Regions from separate parts of the Ostrinia nubilalis genome. Here region 2 is linked to region 1. The links are chromatin contacts, called in public Hi-C maps. All regions are on one chromosome and are shown on one strand. The core of a region is the stretch at or near the end of the contact, and the rest is flanking DNA. Distances in the headings are between cores, read along the strand shown. Region 1 holds the start of LOC135073835 (acidic leucine-rich nuclear phosphoprotein 32 family member A). Region 2 holds the start of LOC135073850 (guanine nucleotide-binding protein G(q) subunit alpha).

Region 1 (4,565 bases), core at 215-2,714:
ATTTGAAAGTCGTTTGAGTGAGTCGATGTGAGTATTTTTGTGAAAATGGAAAAAATCGAGTATCGAGCTGTTATAAAATATTTGTTTTTGAAAGGGAATACCCCTACGCAAATCAAAGATGAGTTAGATTCTGTGTACGGGGACTCTTCACCGTCATTTACCACAGTAAAATTTTGGGCAGCCAAATTTAAACGTGGCCGTAAGAGCTTGGGAGATGATGAACGTTCGGGACGTCCAAAAACTGTAACTACTGACGATAACATCGCTAAAGTTCACCAAATGGTGTTAGACGACCGCCGAATTAAAGTGAGAGAGATAGCAGAGGCAATGAAAATGTCCAAAGAACGTGTTTGTCACATATTAAATCAAGATTTAGGCATGGGAAAGCTGTCCGCGCGTTGGGTGCCGCGTTTGCTAACGTCAGACCAACGACGTGTTCGAATGAACATTTCCAATGCTCTGTTGGCGCAGTTTAGGCGCAATAAATCCGAGTTTTGGCGCCGACTAATTACTGTAGATGAGACTATGTAGAAAAATAAAAATAAATTTTAAGAAAAAAAATCTTGTATCTATGTTAGGTCGGAAACTTTTCAGACCACCCTCGTATTTATTACATTCTTACCTAAATACAGATAATAAATCACCTAGCAATAGTTACTATTGTACGGTTATTTTATTTTGCTGACAAAAAAACTGACTGACTGCCTTGAGGAACAAACACTCGCTCGGTGGTCAACGTGGTATTTTTACACAGTCACAAAATGAGTGGAATTTTATTTCATACACAACTTCTTTTTTTTAAGTTAATTTAGTATGACATATTTTGCTGTCGACCACTGTTCCTCCCAAGGTACTTACTTACCTACTTTTAAATTAATACTTACTTAATTTTTTTTCATACAAAGATGCATCATTTGCCATAATTACTGTCAAGTTTTAGTAATTTTGTTTCTTCAATTATTTATTATTAGGTAATTAGGTACATTGTGAAAAAAGTCATTTTTACAAGTCTGTATTAATTTTGGAAAACATTTTTTAACTCAACGTGGTATTTATTCTAAAACAGTAGTTTGTAAAACCGATGAAGTAAAATAATATCTAAACGTTCAATTCATTATTCTGAAAACTTTGCTAAAATATTCCTGGGTCCACGTCCTGGGCACTTGCTCTACCTACTTGCCACAATACCAGGAACACAATTTGTTTATAAATCCCGCCAAGCAGCGGTCAAAGCTGCCAACTGCGTAATACTACCAACACAACCATAAGAGGGTCTGGTAAAAGTGAACCAAACTTAATTTAAAGGAGTAAATAAACTAAAAACTATAGTTTAAAATTTATTTTTAAATTATTTATACCAATTTATAGAATTTACTATTAATGTATGGTTTCAAATGTTATCTTTTGAGATATTAAGACACTCAATGACTGTACTTCCGGTTGCCATATTTTGCCACCAGACAGCGCCACAAGCGCGACGTCACTCGTGTATCTATAGTTTCCTTCTGTTTTGAAACCCAAGCTTAGTGAATAGTTCCTTGAGAAATATTGTAAAAGCGTTTGAGAAGTGAAATAAAGTGTAAAATACCAAAATCCACAAGATGGAAAAGAGGGTCGCCTTGGAGCTAAGAGGAAGGAATCCTTCACAGGTAATTATTCTCTATTTTCCGATAAATTGGAATGTTTTGTCGATACGTATTTCGTCAGGTACATAGATGTAATACGTAAAAAATGGGAATACTTTCAATAGATGGTTGTTTTTGTGGGTTCTTCATGATATTTCGTGAATCAAGTATGTAAATCCATTTCCTAATTGGATATGTGGCGCTATTGTATACAGAAAATTGGCCATTACCGACTGTTACGTTTCATTCATGTGCACATATTTATTACAGATGTATTTTACATATTTGTAAAGTTCTGATAATACTACTAGTTTAGGCTTATGACCCATAATCAGAGAACACTCATGTGAGGTTCTTTAGCAGGTGGAATCATTTCTTTTGTAAATATTCACATATTGAGGTTAAGTGTCGAAACGTACGAATTTACGTGGATTAGACCTATTTATGATCCTAATCTGTAAAACAGTAAATTAAATTGTCTGAATTCTATTGATTTCACTTCATAATGTGAAATTAAAGTAGTAATCATCACCGAAACCCTATTGCATTTCAAAAATAGGGCTCATTGATTATGGCTTGTCAATGTCAATACATTTTTGTGAAGCCAATTTATCGTGTCTATCTTCTCTAAATTAAGCGTGAACAACATTACAATAAATCTATACAGTTCATTTAATTATATCCACATTGCTACCGCAAGGGTTTCTATTCTAAACTAACTAGGTGTTCGGCATAATTTCGCGCCCTTTCACTCTACTTGTTATTTTATCCGCAATAACTACGATTGAAGTGCGTTAGATCAATGAATTTAATTAAGACATAAGATTTTTATGTAGATAGCTTTTTGAAGAGTTTATCTCATTCTATTAGCACATTTTTGTCTGCAGTCATTGACGCACGCCTTACCAATACATACAGCGGCCATTTTTATTGCGTCGCGATGATTCGTGTCATCCGCCATTGCAAAACGAAAACGATTTCAACTCTATACGCAAAATACAACACATAAATAACATATTGTGGTATAAATAGCTTCACGAACACATCCCATTGATATTTCAATCAATATTTCTCGAAAAAAGACACTCATTTCTCAGATTTTAGCAACTGCGCCAGTCGCTTTGACAACTCACACCATTTTGACGTTTCTCGCTCTACTATCAATAAAAATAACCATCAAGCCAGTTTCAATACTTATTTTATCAATTAATCGAAATTCTTTACCAATTCGAGCCCTTTTTCGTCGTAAAATCCTACCATATTTTTATATATTGAATCCACTTTCAAAAACCGACGTATACAGATCTTTGTATGTTCTGGAAACATGCTCGAAACACTGTTGTTAAGTAGGTATAAATACGTACCTACCTAGGTACTTTATTATGTACCTACTCTAGCTATGATAAGTCCATGCTGTCGGATTATCACATCACAAGTCTCAACAACTACCTATGACCTACCTACCATATTTAACTAAAGCAATAATTGACACTATAATGTATTAGGATCAGCATTTAAGCAATATTTAAGCCCCATATTACGAAACGGCGTTATAGCTAAGTAGTTGACTAGATGCATAAATTAATTTTTAGAATTTTAATTATATCAATCTTAGGAGGAATCATATTAAGTATATGAATTTGAAGTTTGAGCTTTTTGACTGTTTCACTTAGTCCTGTAATTATTATTACCTTGTTGAAGGAATAATAAACCAAAAACATAATAATTTTGATATTCTTATAAATACTCAACAGCATGTAGTAAACCCATGTAGCAATGCTCCATTTTCTAAAATCCAAAAAATGCTTCTATTTCAGGTGAAAGAGTTGAATCTGGACAACTGTAGAAGCACCAACATCATCGGCCTCACAGATGAGTACACCAACTTGGAAATACTAAGCCTGAATAATGTTGGACTCACAACCCTCAAAGGTTTCCCAACACTTCCAAAACTCAGGAAGCTGGAACTCTCTGACAACAGAATATCCAATGGCCTCAATTTCCTCAATGGCTGCAAGAAGTTGACACACCTGAACCTATCGGGGAACAAAATCAAAGATTTAGAAACACTGAAACCCCTGGAAGAGTTTGAGTATCTGAAGAATCTTGATCTTTTCAACAATGAAGTCACAGGTATCGACGACTACAGGAGTAAGGTGTTCGGTTTACATCCATCATTAAAATATTTGGATGGGTAAGTTCATATCATAACACATACTTAAATACAATAATAAGAATAACATTAATCCCCTTGATACTTTCTGTGACTATTTTTATGAATGTATTTATATTTTATCATTCCAGATTTGACAAAGACGATGGTGAAGTTGAGGACAGTGAAGAAGAAGACGAATTGAATGGAAACAATGATAGTGACGAAGAGAGTAAGTATTAATAAGGAAATTCTGTCTACTGATAAAATGGTCTTGGTACTGCTGGCAGCCACAAATTACTTTAAATGTCTGCAACATTTAATTATTTGACAGCAAAATACTCCTAGCTGTATCTGATTTAATTTTATTATTTTTTTAATCTGAAATATGAAGAAATATAATCATAAAAAATTCTAAACTCCATTAATTAATTTGGTAAATAGAACTTGTGTGTCATAAAAACATTGGTAAAATAAGATTTATGTATCATAAAAACCAACATCATTCCATAGCTTGCTCTCTTGTCTGTAGTAGCTTTACTATAGCTATTGTATAACACCATTGGGTCTTCCAAATTTTATACTGCGTTACAGATTTGGACATAGATTTGGGTTCACTGGTGATAGATGACGATAGCATAACGGAAAGACCAGCGGAGGACAGAACCACCTTCCCAATGGTATTATACAGTGTGTATGGGCTACTATTCCACATGGGTTATCTCATGAGACGTAAGCATCGCATTTTTTCTGATGCTTGTTATGTGTTTGTTAACTGATGATTACCC
Region 2 (4,732 bases), core at 1,601-4,100, 210 kb after region 1:
GTTCGAATTAAATAATGGCATGAATATTTACAATATTTTCCTTAAAATAACAGTCCTAGAAAAAACACAAAAATTAATGCCTACAGAAGCCAAACTACTAACTTTTAAGTCGGCTCATTTTAGCGATCAGTTTATTTTTTGTCATTTTATAAGTTCTGGAGTTCGGGATGGGCAACTTATTACTTAATTTTGCTCTTACAAACTAAAAATAATATATAAATGAGGAATGATATGTTGGATTATACAATGATTATAAAAATATGTAATTTATAATTATTATGCAGTCATGGTTCAATTAATATTAGTAGTTAGAAGGTAGAAATAAAATAGTTATCAGTGCAGTTTTGTGGGTTTTTGGTAAAGCTATATTTATGACACCAAACCCAATTATTTCTCAAAATATAATTTAGTATTTGAGTTAAACTTAGCTATAACTAAAATAGTATTTTGAGCTAAACATACATTGTTAGATAATAAGGCAGTAAGTAAATAATATAATTGATTGCTCAAACGTAACCTGGTCCTAGTTAATATATTTGAGAAAATTTTTATAAGACTTGTAAAGTAGGTATTTTTGTTCTCATGAGATCATTATGTTCAATTATTTACTTGAACCAGACCTTGTGATCAGGTCAATTTACAGCATAACCTTGACCGAAACAATAAACGATTTGATAGAAAAATTCAAATCAAATACCTAAATGTTAATCAACTGTTCAGTATCAGTTGTATCAGTTCAATGTGTATCAGTGATAAATTTAGACCCTTTTTGAGCTACTGAAAATGGCCATAAAAATAGTTTTGGTTGGAATTGAATCCTACTGCATTAAATCGAATTATTTTTTTTTTATAGAGGAATATTAAACAAGAAAATCTTTAAAAGCTCTTGTTTGTAACAAGAAAGTTAGTGAGTCCAATTTATAGAGATATTGATCAACTTATATGACACTCATATTATGAGCTGATATAGTGCCCTTTCTCTCATTGTTTTAAAAATCATAGATGAGATGTCACACTAACCAAGGAATGTTATATTCATGCAATTTGACTGATTCTTTCCGAGTAATTAACAGCTTTTGTTCATATGTTACAAGCTGGAAAATGTTACTCTAACAAAAAATCAATTATAGCTAGAGAAGTCTCTTCTTATTCATTGATGTTGCATCTGATCTACTATTATTTTTATATGATCAAATTAATTATAACAATTAACAATACATTTTATACTTTCATTTTTCAATACTTCGGGGCAGAAAAGTGATATTGAAATACAATAATGCTTTATGCATTTCTTAATAGGGAAATCAAGTTATTTGAATGTTACTCTACAGATAAGGTAAACACTTCAAAGATAGATAAGCGTACAGACTCATCAGATCAGCAGCCATAATTATTTGTCAAGTTTAACTGGGGTCAACCCACTTTTTCCTCTTCCGTGCAGATTTACAAGCAAAGTAGGCATATTTATTGGTTCAATAAATCACACTTTGTTCTAGCAGATATTTGATTGCGAAAATAACTATTGAATTTACGTCAAAAATATTACAGTTTTTCAGACAAAAAACTGACATAATTTGCAACATTAAATTGGATTTGTAAAGCCCTATAAAATAAGTTTTCAGCTTGGTAATAATTTATTAATGTACTGTAAGCAAAATTATTTTTATGGTTAGTCGGTATGTTGCATTTCTCAAAAATATCAAGTACTACTCTATTATGCTTATTCATCTGGTAAGTAATAATTAGCTTAGTATTGGATGCACTAAATCTGCCATACCAATGATAACCTGTTTGAGGTTAGTAAAGAAATTTAACTTTGGGTACCATGTCCAACATGGAAAATAGTGTCTGAAAATAGTAACATAGCTAGAAAAAGACTCACCAAGCAGTAGCAGTTTGAGTTCTCTCCTGGCATCGCGTTTGTCCTTTCGGAGTTGCCGCTCTATCTCTTGATTGATTCTTTTCTGTTCTTTGGCTTCTTCTGACATGCAACACTCCATGATTCCTCAGAGCGGAGGGCCGCAATCCGTCCTCGCGCGCGGAGCCCTGTCCTTTCGGCAGGCCTTTCAACCGAGGCACACCACTCCTAGAAATTATATTACAATTACACTCTCATCTCACTTTACGTGTCACGAAAACCACCATTTCGCACTATTTCACGCACCGACGCGACGACGCGCGAACAATCATCCGAACTAAGAACTATTTTATACTAAAACCGACAATCCGGCGGTCACTGGGTGTGGTGACTTATGATCGGTCATATACATAAACGCTTCTGTCAACTGCCGACATAAACACTTCGAAATCCGTTTATATACGACCGTGGAACCTTGCGGAGCGATCGTATAATCTCGTTAATGTAACTAGATTCAAGAAACCTATGGCTATTCACCACACGTGTGTATTAATAAGATTAAAACTGTAAGCAAACAGCGGATTGATGATACCTAGGTAATCTACTGATAACTAGAACGGCCTATGTCTAGGTTACGATGTGACTCGCCAAGGCTCACTGCACGATATTTGAGGCACTGTTTTTGCATTTTTTAACTTATTACGTACCCAAATGTATATCCATAGGGCACGATCAACTGTTCCACTTCAATTTATTGCACTAACCACGATTAATCACTCAAGTCATACAACGTCCGCCTCTCAATATGGCGCTGGGAAATTTCGGGCGATAGATGTTCTGCGCGTGCGTTGTAAGAGTATTAGCAAATAAAAAATAGTTGTCTGGAATTCAGGGTGGATTTTAAAAAACTGCTAAAATGCGAAAATTAATTCAGTAAATGTAAATTTTGATTAATTGAAGACGAAAATTGAATTTAATTCCCATGTTCATCAAATTTAATGACAGATTATCTGTCAGTTGTCATTCAACTTTATTTCATTCATCATTTTTTGAAGTGATTTTTATCATTACTACGTTTTAATTTTTAATTTATAAATTAAAGTATATTTTTGAGAATTTAGAGATTAAATTCAGTATTTTATTTAAATAATTAAATAAATTAAATGACCGATAAATATATTTTAGCAGCATCACGACGTATTCCTTGATCACATTAGCGACGGAGCCGACAGAAAAAACAAAACAGTTGGCTGTCTATGCCAGTGGGTAGACACTTCTCATACAAAAACTAGTCTCTATATGTAGCAATTGATATACAACCTTATCCCTTAAGTAATAAAGTGCATTTTGGATTGATTTCACTATAGCAGGGGAACCCGCGGATCAATACCACCATACTAAAAATAATTGTTAGTGTCCTTATGTTGGTAGTATTGTTAGTTTGACAAATGAAAAAAAATGTCTGTCAATTGAGTTTGAGTTTTAAACCGGCGAATTGATTCGTGTGAAGTTATTTTTTCAGATTTGGTGCAATATTACTGTAAATAAACTTTTCTGTCGTTTACGTTGAGTTGATTAAGTTCCTCCGTATCGGGCGTGATAAAGTTTGCTGTTCAGTGTTATGTTTTTTGTGAGATAGAGACTCTTTTAAATAAGCTGTGTTTCAACTTCTACAGAAGTTTAAACTCTTATTTACTTTTCTGTTTAATGGGTATGTTATCTACTTACTTGAAATATTAGATCTATTACAAATCTATTTTTCATTAAAAACAACCCTATGTGATGAAAATGTAAATGTACTATCAAAACTGGTAAATGCATGAACCAGGGCATTGACACTGGTTGGAGAGAAATTATAGGCTTTGTTTAATTAATACCTATTTCATTTTAGGCTTCTACTGATAATGGAGAGTAGAAACAACAAGAAGTGCGTTATTTGTAATAAGAGGGGAAGTCGTGGTGGATCACCCTTACTTTTGAGTAGTTTTCCTCTGGATTCTGACCGGTAAGTTTCTAATAACACTCATTTATTACAAGATAATTTTACTGATTGTGTAAACTTAAAGGCTGGGATTAATATTTTTAATCATACAGTAAATAACCATAACCAATTTTTAATTTCAGTATTTTGTTTCGTACTCTGTAAATGAATTGCATAACAATACTAAAAGAAATTAGTTGATGAATAAATTTCAGTTTGTTATTCTTTTTCTTTTCTAATAGGTATTTCTTATTTCAGTTGTCGAATGTGGGTTAAAAATGCTGGCATAGAAGACTTAGCATATGTACCTATTGAAAAGTTACACCAACTGAAGTTTGTTTGTGGTGGGCACTTCACTCCTGAATCCTTCAATGCCAAAGGAACTCGGCTGAAGAACTCAGCTATTCCAACACTGGAATTGAGCAATCCCATCTTGCCAGATGAAGTTTTGACAGAGTTTCCTCTTCATGTAAAAGACTCCAATAAAGAAAACCTCAAGACAGGTATGATGATGACTTCAATTATTTTTTTTAAATTTAATTTACTATCTATCAATTTTTCTGAATTATTTAGATGTCTTAATTAATTTTCTTTGGTTTCCAAAACAAACCAACCGATTGCAATTTAACAAGGTTCTTTCTTTGTAACCACAAACATGTGTTGTACGCTTATCAATAAATAATATATAATTTCAATTATTAATTATATCTATACTTTGTTACAGTTCTTTATGATCATTCATATTGCATTCCAAAGAAGTCAAATCCAGTTGAACGAGGTATGTTTATCTAAAATTATACTAATAATATAAAAAGGAAATATTTAATTGTTTGTTTGTATTTGATCGGCTCCGTAACTCGAAGCCAAGATAGCCTAAAGTGCGGGTTAGAACC

The links. Hi-C and Micro-C count contacts between places; a contact is called where the count stands out from the background.
Region 2: a contact with region 1 is called in a Hi-C map of whole larva, with 2.8 times the contacts expected there. The contact joins the promoter of LOC135073850 here to the promoter of LOC135073835 in region 1. A contact is called at or near these places in 2 of 5 Hi-C or Micro-C datasets (whole body and whole larva).

What each region holds. Positions count from the first base shown.
Region 1 is chr8:7,170,344-7,174,908 of ilOstNubi1.1, forward strand. It overlaps LOC135073835 (acidic leucine-rich nuclear phosphoprotein 32 family member A), which reads left to right and starts at 1,465. Exons shown (of 7, transcript XM_063968039.1): 1 at 1,465-1,649; 2 at 3,443-3,819; 3 at 3,930-4,009; 4 at 4,372-4,509. The coding sequence starts at 1,602.
Region 2 is chr8:7,381,342-7,386,073 of ilOstNubi1.1, forward strand. LOC135073850 (guanine nucleotide-binding protein G(q) subunit alpha) reads right to left here and starts at 2,851. Exons shown (of 9, transcript XM_063968071.1): 1 at 2,566-2,851; 2 at 1,883-2,086. The coding sequence starts at 2,000.